2 separate regions of the Sus scrofa genome follow, and region 2 is linked to region 1. Evidence: chromatin contacts called from public HiChIP or PLAC-seq data. All regions are on one chromosome and are shown on one strand. The core of a region is the stretch at or near the end of the contact, and the rest is flanking DNA. Distances in the headings are between cores, read along the strand shown.

Evidence for each region. HiChIP or PLAC-seq counts read pairs in DNA pulled down with a chosen protein or histone mark.
Region 2: an H3K27ac HiChIP or PLAC-seq map of alveolar macrophages shows a contact between it and region 1. The contact joins two enhancer-like sites. A contact is called at or near these places in 1 of 47 Hi-C or Micro-C datasets (embryonic fibroblasts) and 1 of 2 datasets of contacts at active chromatin or transcription factors (alveolar macrophages).

The regions. Positions count from the first base shown.
Region 1 is chr15:101,020,367-101,025,925 of Sscrofa11.1, forward strand. It overlaps ANKRD44 (serine/threonine-protein phosphatase 6 regulatory ankyrin repeat subunit B), which reads right to left. Exons shown (of 28, transcript XM_021076238.1): 4 at 4,126-4,196. Among named protein-coding and RNA genes, the nearest start is that of ANKRD44, 190 kb to the right of the region's middle. Within about 2 kb of position 2,100, at least 8 of the 83 cell types and tissues checked have an H3K27ac peak or open chromatin away from gene starts, as enhancers often do. A contact at or near this core is called in alveolar macrophages, where this site is marked.
Region 2 is chr15:101,154,430-101,159,988 of Sscrofa11.1, forward strand. The region is part of intron 1 of ANKRD44 (serine/threonine-protein phosphatase 6 regulatory ankyrin repeat subunit B); the gene reads right to left. Among named protein-coding and RNA genes, the nearest start is that of ANKRD44, 54 kb to the right of the region's middle. Within about 2 kb of position 3,127, at least 11 of the 83 cell types and tissues checked have an H3K27ac peak or open chromatin away from gene starts, as enhancers often do. A contact at or near this core is called in alveolar macrophages, where this site is marked.

The DNA.
Region 1 (5,559 bases), core at 850-3,349:
TCGACAGATGATTGGATTCGGAAGAGGTGGTCTATATACACAATGGAATACTACTCAGCCATAAAAAAGGATGACATAATGCCATTTGCAGCAACATGGATGGAACTAGAGAATCTCATCCTGAGTGAAATGAGCCAGAAGGACAAAGACAAATACCATATGATATCACTTATAACTGGAATCTAATATCCAGCACAAATGAACATCTCCTCAGAAAAGAAAATCATGGACTTGGAGAAAAGACTTGTGGCTGCCTGATGGGAGGGGGAGGGAGTGGGAGGGATCGGGAGCTTGGGCTTATCAGACACAACTTAGAATAGATTTACAAGGAGATCCTGCTGAATAGCATTGAGAACTTTGTCTAGATACTCATGTTGCAACAGAACAAAGGGTGGGGAAAAAAATGTAATTGTAATGTATACATGTAAGGATAACCTGACCCCCTTGCTGTACAGTGGGAAAAAAATAAATATATATATATATATATAAATAAAATAAAATAAAGTAAAATAAAAAAGAAATGTGAAAGGGACTTTTCTCTTAGAGGAAAAGAAAAAGCCACAAGTAGAAATATGAAAATTATGAAGGGAAAAATATCACAGAAAAGGCAAAAATACACTAAAGGTAGTAGATCACCCACTTATAAAGCTAGTAGAAAAGTTAAAAGACAAAAGTAATAAAATCATCTACATCCACAATAAGACAAAACAAAAAGATGTAAAATACAATGTCAAAAACATTAAACAGGAGTTCCCTTGTGGTGCAGCAGGTTAAGAATCTGGCACTGTCACTGCAGCAGCTCAGGTGGCTGCTGTGACATAGGTTTGATCCCTGGCCTTGGAACTTTCACACACCTCAGGCACAGCCACAACACTCCAACAAATGTTAAACATAGCAGAGAGGAGTAAAAATGCAGGGTTGCTAGAATGTAGTCAAACTTAAGAGATCTCCAACGTGTGTGTGTGTGTGTGTGTGTGTGTGAATAGTAACCAAATATGCATAAAACAACAGAAAAGAATCTAAACATAACACTACACATAGGGAAGAGAACAAAGCAAAAAAAGAACTATAAAAACAACCAGAAAACAATTAATGGAATGGCAGTAAGTAGTAAGGACACACCTATTAATAATTGCTTTAAATGTAAATGTGCAAAGTGCTCCAGTCAAAAGACAAAGTGGCTGAATGAATTAAAAAAAAAGAAAAACCACACATATACTGCCTACAAGAGACTCACTTCAGGTCTAAAGACACAACCCAGACTGAAAGAGGATTTAAAAAGGCGTTTCATGTAAATGGAAACAAAAAAGAAAGCCGAGATAACAATACTTATACCAGACAAATAGACTTTAAAATAAAGACTGTAACAAGAGGTAAAGAAAGACACTACATAACGATCAAGGGATCAATCCAATAGGAAGATATAATAAATAAATATATATATATATATATATAAACATACACCCAACACAGGAGTACCTAAATAGATAAAATATTAACAAACATAAGAGGAGAAATTGACAAAAATACAATCATAATAATAGGGGATGTTAATCCCCCACTTATATCAATGACCATCTACAAATCTTTGCAAAGATGCAAAACCAATAAGGAAAAACTGGCCTTAAATGACACATTAGGCCATAGAGAATTAATAAACACAGAACAATTCCACCAAACACAGCAGAATACACATTCATCTCAAGTGTAAAAGGACATTCTCACACATAGATCAACATGTCCCCAGTCAGTTCTAACAACAGTTACAGAGACTCTAATTTTCCTAAGAAACTTTTCAACTTGCAATGACATATTAATATGAAGACATCCTCTCTTGTAAACTTATGTACGACCCCATACATTTAAAACTTGGGGTCTCTCTCTCTTTTTTCTTTTTTTTTGGCTGCACCTGCAGCATGTAGAAGTTCCTACGCCAGGGATTGAACCCATGCCACAGCAGTGAAAATGCTGGGTCCTTAACCCACTGAGCCACGGAGGAACTCCAAAACTCAGGGTCTCCTTGTATTTAATTTTTTCCTGGCAAGAGACAATTGCAAGGGAATTTTTTCCCCCAGCACACCCACAGAGGGAGCTGGTTCCTTAAAGAAGCAACGAATAACTTTATCAGATATAAAGGTCAATCCATAGTTGGGCTGACTGAATTTGGACACTAAAGACATGCAAAGAAAGTAAGTTTACGGTTGATGGAAAAATGGATGTTTTAAGGATTGAAGCCTTTGCAGCTAGTTGAGCAACAAAGGTGGCGATCACTTGGGAAAGGCACAGAATACTGAAACCATCTGGTTTTGTGTCTTTCTGTCCCACTAGTCTACATGTTTCCTAAGAGCAGGGCCATGTGACCCATTTCTTTGTAGCTTCATCAGCAAGCACAGTCCCTGGCATATAGGAAGTGCTTAGTTAAACACTTTTTTGAACTAAAAAAAAAAAAAAAAAAAAAGTAGTTTTTATTCAAAAAGGAAACAAACCCATATTTTTCAAAAGATACTTAAGAAATTTACTAAAGATCAAATGGTCTTAAAAGACCAGGAAATACTCCTCTATGAAGGAGCCGGCCTCATGAAGCTGGTCACAGAATTCGAGCAGTCCACTGCATCTGCTTTCCCGGCTAAACCAGAAATGAAATATAGGATAAGAAGATTTTGAATTCCCCAAGGTCTGAGCCAGACAACTTAGGATCATTTGCTTCCCTCATCCCAGTTGGGCTATTTGGAAAGAGAAAACAACCAACCTCTCACTGAAACAACAGCAATAACCATAACACCTCCAATCACATAGCACAGCAAGGAAGACTATGAGCACTAAGCTGTCATCTACTAAGCCTATTGTGAAATTTCCAAGTAGTTGCCAAAGAAAAGCTGCCACTGATGACAGCCACTGACACCTGCAACACTGAATACATTCTCAGCGACACCTCTTACTCCCAGGTGTATCTGGAGAACAACATCTTCTCCAGTAGCAAAGAAGAAACTTCATTTGGTAAAATCAGCTAAAGCCTAGTCATCCAAAGCCAAGTGCTTCCAAAGTTAGAGTCTCTTGTGTCTCTGGATGGAAAGGGTACCCTCTGACTTCGAGACATGTATTCACCAGGCTTCCCTGCCACCGCCCCCCACCCCCCAATTGGTCTTCTCTTCTCATCCCTATACTTTCCCTAAACCAGCTGATCCATTTGCCATGGTTTCATGATAAGCCTCTCTGTTTCCAAGCTCTAGATCTATATCAATCACGCTAATCTATTTGCCATCTTCACCAGAATTCCCAGCATTCAAAATAAATTCTTCCTTGAGAGCCTACAATGTACTAGGCTTGAGATACATCAGGAAACAAAACACAGATCCCTCCCATCACAGTGCTTACACTCCAGTGACATGTTTGCCAAACTCAGCATGTTCACAGAGAAATGATTAGCATCCCCAAACCCTCTGCCCCGGTCTTCCCAGTTAATGGTTGTCACCACTCACCCAGTGGCTTTCTTTTGACCTCTCCTCACAAGTTCCAAATCTTGTCAGGTTTATACTTATCAATGCTGTCATCACTCCCCACTGCTCAGAGGACACCCAGGCCTCTGTTATCTGACCCAAGCTCTACTATCAGACTTATCTTCTACTACACCCTGGGGTTCTCGCTACATGTAACTGAACCCACCATTCCTTCATTTCCACGGCCCTTGTCCTATAGCATGTTTCTCTTCCTGCCTTAGCCTTTCTTCTTTCTCTTGACCTGGTAAGTCCCTACTCATCCTCTAAGGACTAGCTCAACTGACACCTCTTCTTAAAATACTACGTCTGTTCAAGAAGACAATTATTTGCTTCCTCCTCCAATTCAGTTATAATACTATACCTATCTACTTACCTGTTTACAGCCCCCTCCAGGCTGAAAATTCACTGACGTCAAGCATCACATCATCCCTCTTGGACCACCCCAACCAGCCCCTAGCACCATGCCTGGCATGCAGAAGGCGCTCAGATAAACAGCTGTTTAATTCAATAACCCTCCTGCATTCGAAGTAAAAGCCTTTGCTCCCCAGTGAGAATCCATAATTTAGCAGAAAGCATATTTCTCTTTCTAGGAACTGGAGGTGCTAGATTAAATAAGATAATCACTCACTTCACTTCTGGAGGCAACAGCCCGGTGCAGCGGGGTCAGCCACATGTTGTCCTTGGCATTTACACGAGCTCCTGGAACCAAACAGCACAGATTAGAGGCATAACACAGTCAGGGCTGGTTCTGCTGATGTGAAATCAGACGCTATAGCCTGTGCTCTCATTTGCCTGCTATCACTACCCCGTTTTGTTTTGTCTTTCCTTTATATCAGTCATGTGCTCTCTAGCCTCCAGGCAGGAGGAGATACCCAGAGCAGTAGAAGCAGCAAGAACAGGAGCTAAGAATGTCATAAGAATTGGGTAAAGACTGGATGAGAAAGAACACTGTCTCACTAGGTAGGAGATACAGTTGTAAGAAAGCTGAGACTCTCCAAGACTTCTATAGAAATGTAGACTGTGAAGAATAAAGAACTTCTCAGGGTATGTGTGTTCTTGAATATAATATATATCCCTGAATATAAGATATATAATCATATACATTGTTTCACTTTTAGCTATTAAGCATATTTATCTCACAGGACACACAACATCATTCTTGGCCAACATTTAGGATGAGCAGCCTTCCAACAAAGGTATGCTAGAGGCTGATGAGATTTCAAACAAATCTGTGAAGTTGAGTCCTAATGAGATTTGATCTAGGCTGAGGGGATTAGCAGAAATCCATTTTATCCAGGACTCCCAATTATTTCTCTTGGACCAGCCCAATATTTCAGTAGGAAGAAGCCAGCTTCCGTGGAGCTTTTGGACAGACGCAACATGAAGCCTATGTAGGCAGATCACAGCTCCACCATGGGGTGGCAGACAGGCTCACGCACCAGCCAGAGCCGGGTCCCCCTGAGGGATGGGCCCCAGGCTCAGTTCTCTGGGAACCACATCATCATCATGGAGCAGCAGCTCCATGGGAGTGGATTCCTAGAAAGTCAGGTATGCCCTCCTCCCATGACACCCACACAATTTCTCCATGAGTGCAAGCCCACCAAGCTACAATTGAACCACTGCAACACCCAATATGAGCTTCCTTTTTTTTGGAATCCAGATTTTGATCAGTCTTCTAGTCAGAGATGGAAAATGTTATAAAAGGGCTACAAAAGAAGAGGAGGAGACAGTATCTATGATGTCTTCGTAGATGCAATAAGAGAAGCCTATTTTACCCTTAGGACAACAAGGAAGGATGCTTAGGAGGATGAAGAGTGGAGGGATGGATCTAAGAAACTGGGAAGCAAAGAAGAGAGGAAATGCAAAGGAGGAGGCTCTGGCACAAAGGCTGAGAAAGTGAGTCCAGTGTAAGCACAGGCTGACTAATCTTTGTGAGGCCGAGGCCAGCGGACAGCTAAAAAACAGGAACCATGTGTTAAAAAAACAAAACAAATAAACAAAAAATCAGCAGGAGACTTTCAAGGGTAAAGGTGAGCTAGAAATTTAAGACACTAAAAGGAAA
Region 2 (5,559 bases), core at 1,877-4,376, 140 kb after region 1:
AAGTAGGAAAAAACAAAAAACAAAAAAAAAACCTCTTCAAAACATACACAATTAATTCTTTGATCTTTTAGCAAAAAAATAAAAGGCCTAAAAAGAGGAGTCTGGGATTAACAAATACACACTACTATATATAAAATAGATAAACAACAAGGAACCACTATATAGCACAGGAACTATATTCAATATTTTGTAATAACCTATAATGGAAAAAGAATCTGAATATATATATCACAATCACCTGCTATACACCTAAAATTAACACAACACTATAAATCAACTACACTTCAGTACAAGAAAATGAAAGAAAAGGCAAAAGGCACATTGTTATAAACAGTTTTATTAGACTCCACCGTTCTGCTTCTTATCTCCTTCTGTTGACTAAGTATTTATTCTCAAACTAGAATCCCCAAGAGAGCCTTTTAAAAATATAGATTCCTGCCCCCTGCCTTAAGTAACAAATCAAAATCTTTGGGTTTGCAGCCTAATAATCTATACTTTTGAAATATTCCCCAGGTTATGGGATAGAAATCCTGTGAAATTGGATTGGTATGATCTTTACACAACTACAGATGTGATAAATTCATTTGAGTAATAAAATAAAATAAAATATTCCCCAGGTTTTCAAATGTTTTAGCTGCAAAATTCTCGTTTTACTGTCTTACCAAGAACCATAAGGCTAATATTTAAATTAATTTTAAACCCTGCTAAGCAAAAGATCTGTATTTACTTCTTCCAAGCTTTGAAAAGAGCTCTTGAAAGATAATCTACACTCTTAATTAATCTTATACCTAAGAAAGAGCAGAGATTAGAGACAATTTTTGACACTCAGCCCCTTGCAAGGTAAGGTAAGGATCACGCAGGCTCCAGGATCAACACTGGTACCTATTTAACCTCAGCATGCTTCCTGAAGGAAGTTTTCAGGAATCCTTAGTCCAACTGCAAAGAGTTTGTTATTGTTCTTTGTTTTTTGCTTATTCATAAACCAAAATCAACTTGTATGAGGGTGGCACAATCTTGAGTCATTTTATTTTTTCAAACTTTTCCCTCAATGTTTTAAGAAGTTATTTTTATGCTTCAGGAGAAATTGAAAAGGGATTCATAAAAAAAATCTAGGGGGGGAGTTCCCGTCGGGGCTCAGTGGTTAACGAATCCGACTAGGAACCATGAGGTTATCGGTTCGATCCCTGGCCTTGCTCAGGGGGTTAAGGATCAAGCATTGCTGTGGCTCTGGTGTAGGCCAGTGGCTACAGCTCCGATTCGATCCCTAGCCTGGAAACCTCCATATGCCGCAGAAGCAGCCCAAGAAAATGGCAAAAAGACAAAAAAAAAAAAAAAAAATCTAGGGGGAAATTTCTCATTTATCCACTGGCTGCTACGGAAGTCTCTTCATTGTCAGGCATTATTAGAATCTTATTCTAAGATGTCAGAAAGCACGAGACAGTTTATTAATGTCTTCAATAATGCTGACTTCTGCATTATTCTATTAACATGAGTTATTCTACATCTATATATTCCACATATGTATATTACACATGATGTTATATAAAGAGGAACTTGGATGAACTTGAAAACCAGAAGGATATTAATGTAAAAGCCTTCATAAGTCAATTCTTTACTAACTCTCCAGGGTATTTCACATAAGTATTTAATTCACAGAAAAGCCCTTCAGCTGCAGCCTCAGCTGGGCAGAGAGAAGGCCCTATGGTTTGAGTTTTATCTTCTTCTGCAGCCAAGAAAAACAAAGTCACCTTAATGTGAAGTGGCCTCTGAGGAGACACGGGCAACTCCACATGGTTCTACAGTCAACAAGCAAAAGGGGAGTTCCCACTATGGCACAGAGGTTAACGAATCCAACTAGGAACGACAAGGTTGTGAGTTCAATCCCTGGCCTTGCTCAGTGGGTTAAGGATCCGGCATTGCCGTGAGTTGTGGCATAGGTCACAGATGTGGATCGGATCCCGCATTGCTGTGGCTCTGGCGTAGGTCAGCGGCTACAGCTCTGATTAGACCCCTAGCCTCCATATGCTGCAGGTGTGGCCCTAGAAAAGATAAAAAAAAAAAAAAAAAAAAAAAAAAAAAAGCAAAAGGGTTAACTGTCTACAAGTACACTGCGGCCTCCAGAACTGGCTAAATCTTATTCCACCTCTTCTAGAAACAATATTAATAATCAGTCCAGGATTCTGTGAACGATTCCATTACTGTTTCTGAGCTCAGCCACCCCCAGTGGGACTATTCTCTACCTTATTCTACAATATGTAGGCTGCACATCTTCTGGCCTCATTGAACTAAAACAGGCAAAAGCACTCAATATCTTACTACATGGTTTCATGTTAAGCTCGCAACTCCAGCCTATTGGTCAGAAATTTCAGTGCTTCCTGAACTATTCTACCCAGGTACCCTAACAGCAGAGGGGCAGATCCCAAGTACAAAATTAAGTTACCTCCCCTAGTCGCTACCTTAAATTCTTGTATATGTTCCATCTTAGTCCCTGTTACATATATGCATTTGCTTTAAAATTAAATGTTTCTTCTAAAACTCTAGGAAAAATGGGTCCTCCAGGAAGAGGTAGTAGGTATATTATAGCACTTGATGTAGCTGGTGGGGTACACCCCCCAGATTGTCCGCCTTATTCAAAATGCTCCCCTTCCCAACGGCAAACCACATCCACAAAGCAAGTTCCTAAAAGCCTGTATAACATGCTGCCCCAGGCTCTCACCACGTTAACAGAACCAAAAGGCCCCTGCTCAGGTAGACCAGGAGGTTTCCCATCCCGGGGATGTGAGGAGATGGAGAGTGAGATCTCTCTTGCTCTCTCGCTCTCTCTCTTTGGCTGGACCTGTAGCCACATGTTCCCCTCAGTCATCCAAGAAGTCAAGAAAGGAGGTCTTCAGAAAGCAGTAAGGGAAGGAAAGAGAAGCAGAGGTGAGAGGCAGAATGGCTATGCCGCCTGGGCCCCTGAGATGTCCAGTCGGGGTTGAGGGGGCGTCCTCCCTGGAGCTGGGTGCCATCAATTTGAAAGTTCAGCTCCCCATGTCGTTGGCCCCAGCACACCACAGGGAACTCCAGTTTGAGAAACATGAGCTAAGTGATAAGAAAGGCAACTCAGAGCCTCGTTCACCACAGGAGGAACCACTTTTGCTGTGGGTGCAACCTGGCTCCAACCACTGAGAAGATCAAAAAACTAAAAACTGAAAAAAGACACAAGGGCAGCAAAACCAAATTAATAACCAGTTGGGCTCCTCCTTGAATATAAACTAGATCTTCCTTCTCACCTAACAGGAAGGAGCCAATCTCATCTGCCTTGCCTCCAAACTAAATGTCATAGTTTTGGAATTGATAATTTGTAATTTGTAAATTAGGGCTCTAAAAGTTAAAATAAAAATAAATTTAAAAAAAGAGGAAGAGGTGCAGACTGGTCTTTAGCAGCACGGCAAACTTCCCTTTTCTCCAGGTTGTTATACGCTTTGCTGTTGTCACTAAGGACAATGTAGAAAGTGGCTGGCCCACCACAGCCAGCCACACATCCACCAGCACAAGACCACCAGAAAAAGCAGGGCTAGATCAAAAGAGAAATAGTGTACCTCTAGTCACATGAGGAAACCAGAGCAGCATCCCACACTTAGTAGAAGGAGGCCCACCAAATACAGAAATGTTTAATCATGCATCTGTGCCATATGTTACAGCAGATCTTTAAATTGAGTAATTACTGGGAGTTTCTTGGCAGGAGACCTTTAAATTGGGTAATTACTGGAAGTTCCCTGGTGATCTAGGGGTGAACAATTTGGCATTGTTACTGCTCTGGCATGGGTTCAATCCCAGGGCCAGGAACGTCCTCGTGCTGCAGACCTGGCCAAAAAAATAAATAAACAAACAAATAAATAAAAAATAAATAAATTGGGTAATTACCAAGTGCAGTTTAAACATAATAAGGAATCAATCCATCTGTTCTAAAAATCAAGAAAGAGAACTAAAGGAAATTCTTTTTCTTTTTTCCTCTTTTTTTATTTTTATTTTTTGGTCTTTTTGTCTTTTTAGGGCCACACCGGCAGCATGTAGAGGTTCCCAAGCTAGGGGTCGAATCAAAGCTTTAGCTGCCGGCCTACACCACAGCTCACAGCAATGCCGGATCCTTAACCCACCGAGCGAGGCCAGGGATTAAACCCACAACTTCATGGTTACTAGTCCAGTTCGTTAACCACTGAGCCACGACGGGAACTCCCAGAAATTCTTATGAGATTCTGAATTTATATTTCTATCATGGGGGCTGTCTTTTGTGTATGTGGTTTAAGAGAAAATGTATGGATGACCTTTCATTTGAACCCATCTTCAAAGCTAAGATTTAGTGTCTTTGAATTCATACCACTTTTACTTATTGCCCTAGACAGCAGAGAATAAGACAATTGGGGAGAATAACTGGAGATTTCAGGGCATTCCCTTGTGGTGCAGTGGGTTAAGGATCCGGTGATGTCACTGCAGCGGATTGGGAGATCCCTGGCCTGGGAACTTCCACACACCACAGGTGAGGCCAAAAAAAAAGCGAGAGATTTCAGATGAAGAATGAGCTTTCAGCAAGTGTCCAACATTGGACCAGGCTGGTTTCTAAGGCACTAGGTATGTGAACTTAAAACAGGACTCTATTTTTTTAAAAAAAGAATGTATGTGTACAACTGGGTCATGTTGCTGTACAGCAGAAGCTGGAAAAACCACGTACATCAATGACGCTTAAATAAATAAATAGAACAGGACTAACTGCCCGTCAGGAGGATTAGTAGAAAAGAATCTTGCCTTTCTATTTTGTGTTTTTGTGTGCCTTTAAAAGATCTTTAAAGTCTCCAAAATTCAGGTATCCTCCACAGATTGCCCATTTTACAAAAGGCACATATAGGCTCAGACAAAGGTAAAACAGTATGAACACAAGCATCTCCATCAAGGCAACAAAACCAAAGGGCATTATAGTCATTACATTAGGAAGTCAATCGACCTGGAGAAGATAGAAGGAAAAATATATATATTATATATATTATTATATATATATAATCTAAAGTTATAATCCAAAGTTAAATATATATATATATATATATATATATATACACACACACACACACGCACATATATATATAATCCAGGCACATTTTTTTAAAATACATTTTAAGATGCATTCTGAAGCAGACATCATTAATTTCCTGTAGAACAGATTTAAAACAAAGCCTAGGTGCTTCAGAAAATAGTACAGGAGAGAAGGGTACGTGTAAGGCTCTGTATGTAAACACAAGTCAAGAAGCTCATTCTAAGCCGATTATTTCCTATGAAATCTGAGCAGCACACAACTCTAGTCCAAGACATCCATGTATCCCCAGTAAATAGTGAACTGTGCTGTGAGGGGCTTCAACCTTCTCCTAGATTAAACACAAATTAAAGACAGTCTATACAAAGGGAGGAAGAGGGGGAAAAAACTGGACTGCTGAAGTGGGTTGTCTTGGAAAGTACAGTAAATGTCTCCAGATCTCTAAAAACAGCCTGTCTTCCTAAAAATGGAGGAAGAAGTGAAAACATTTACCC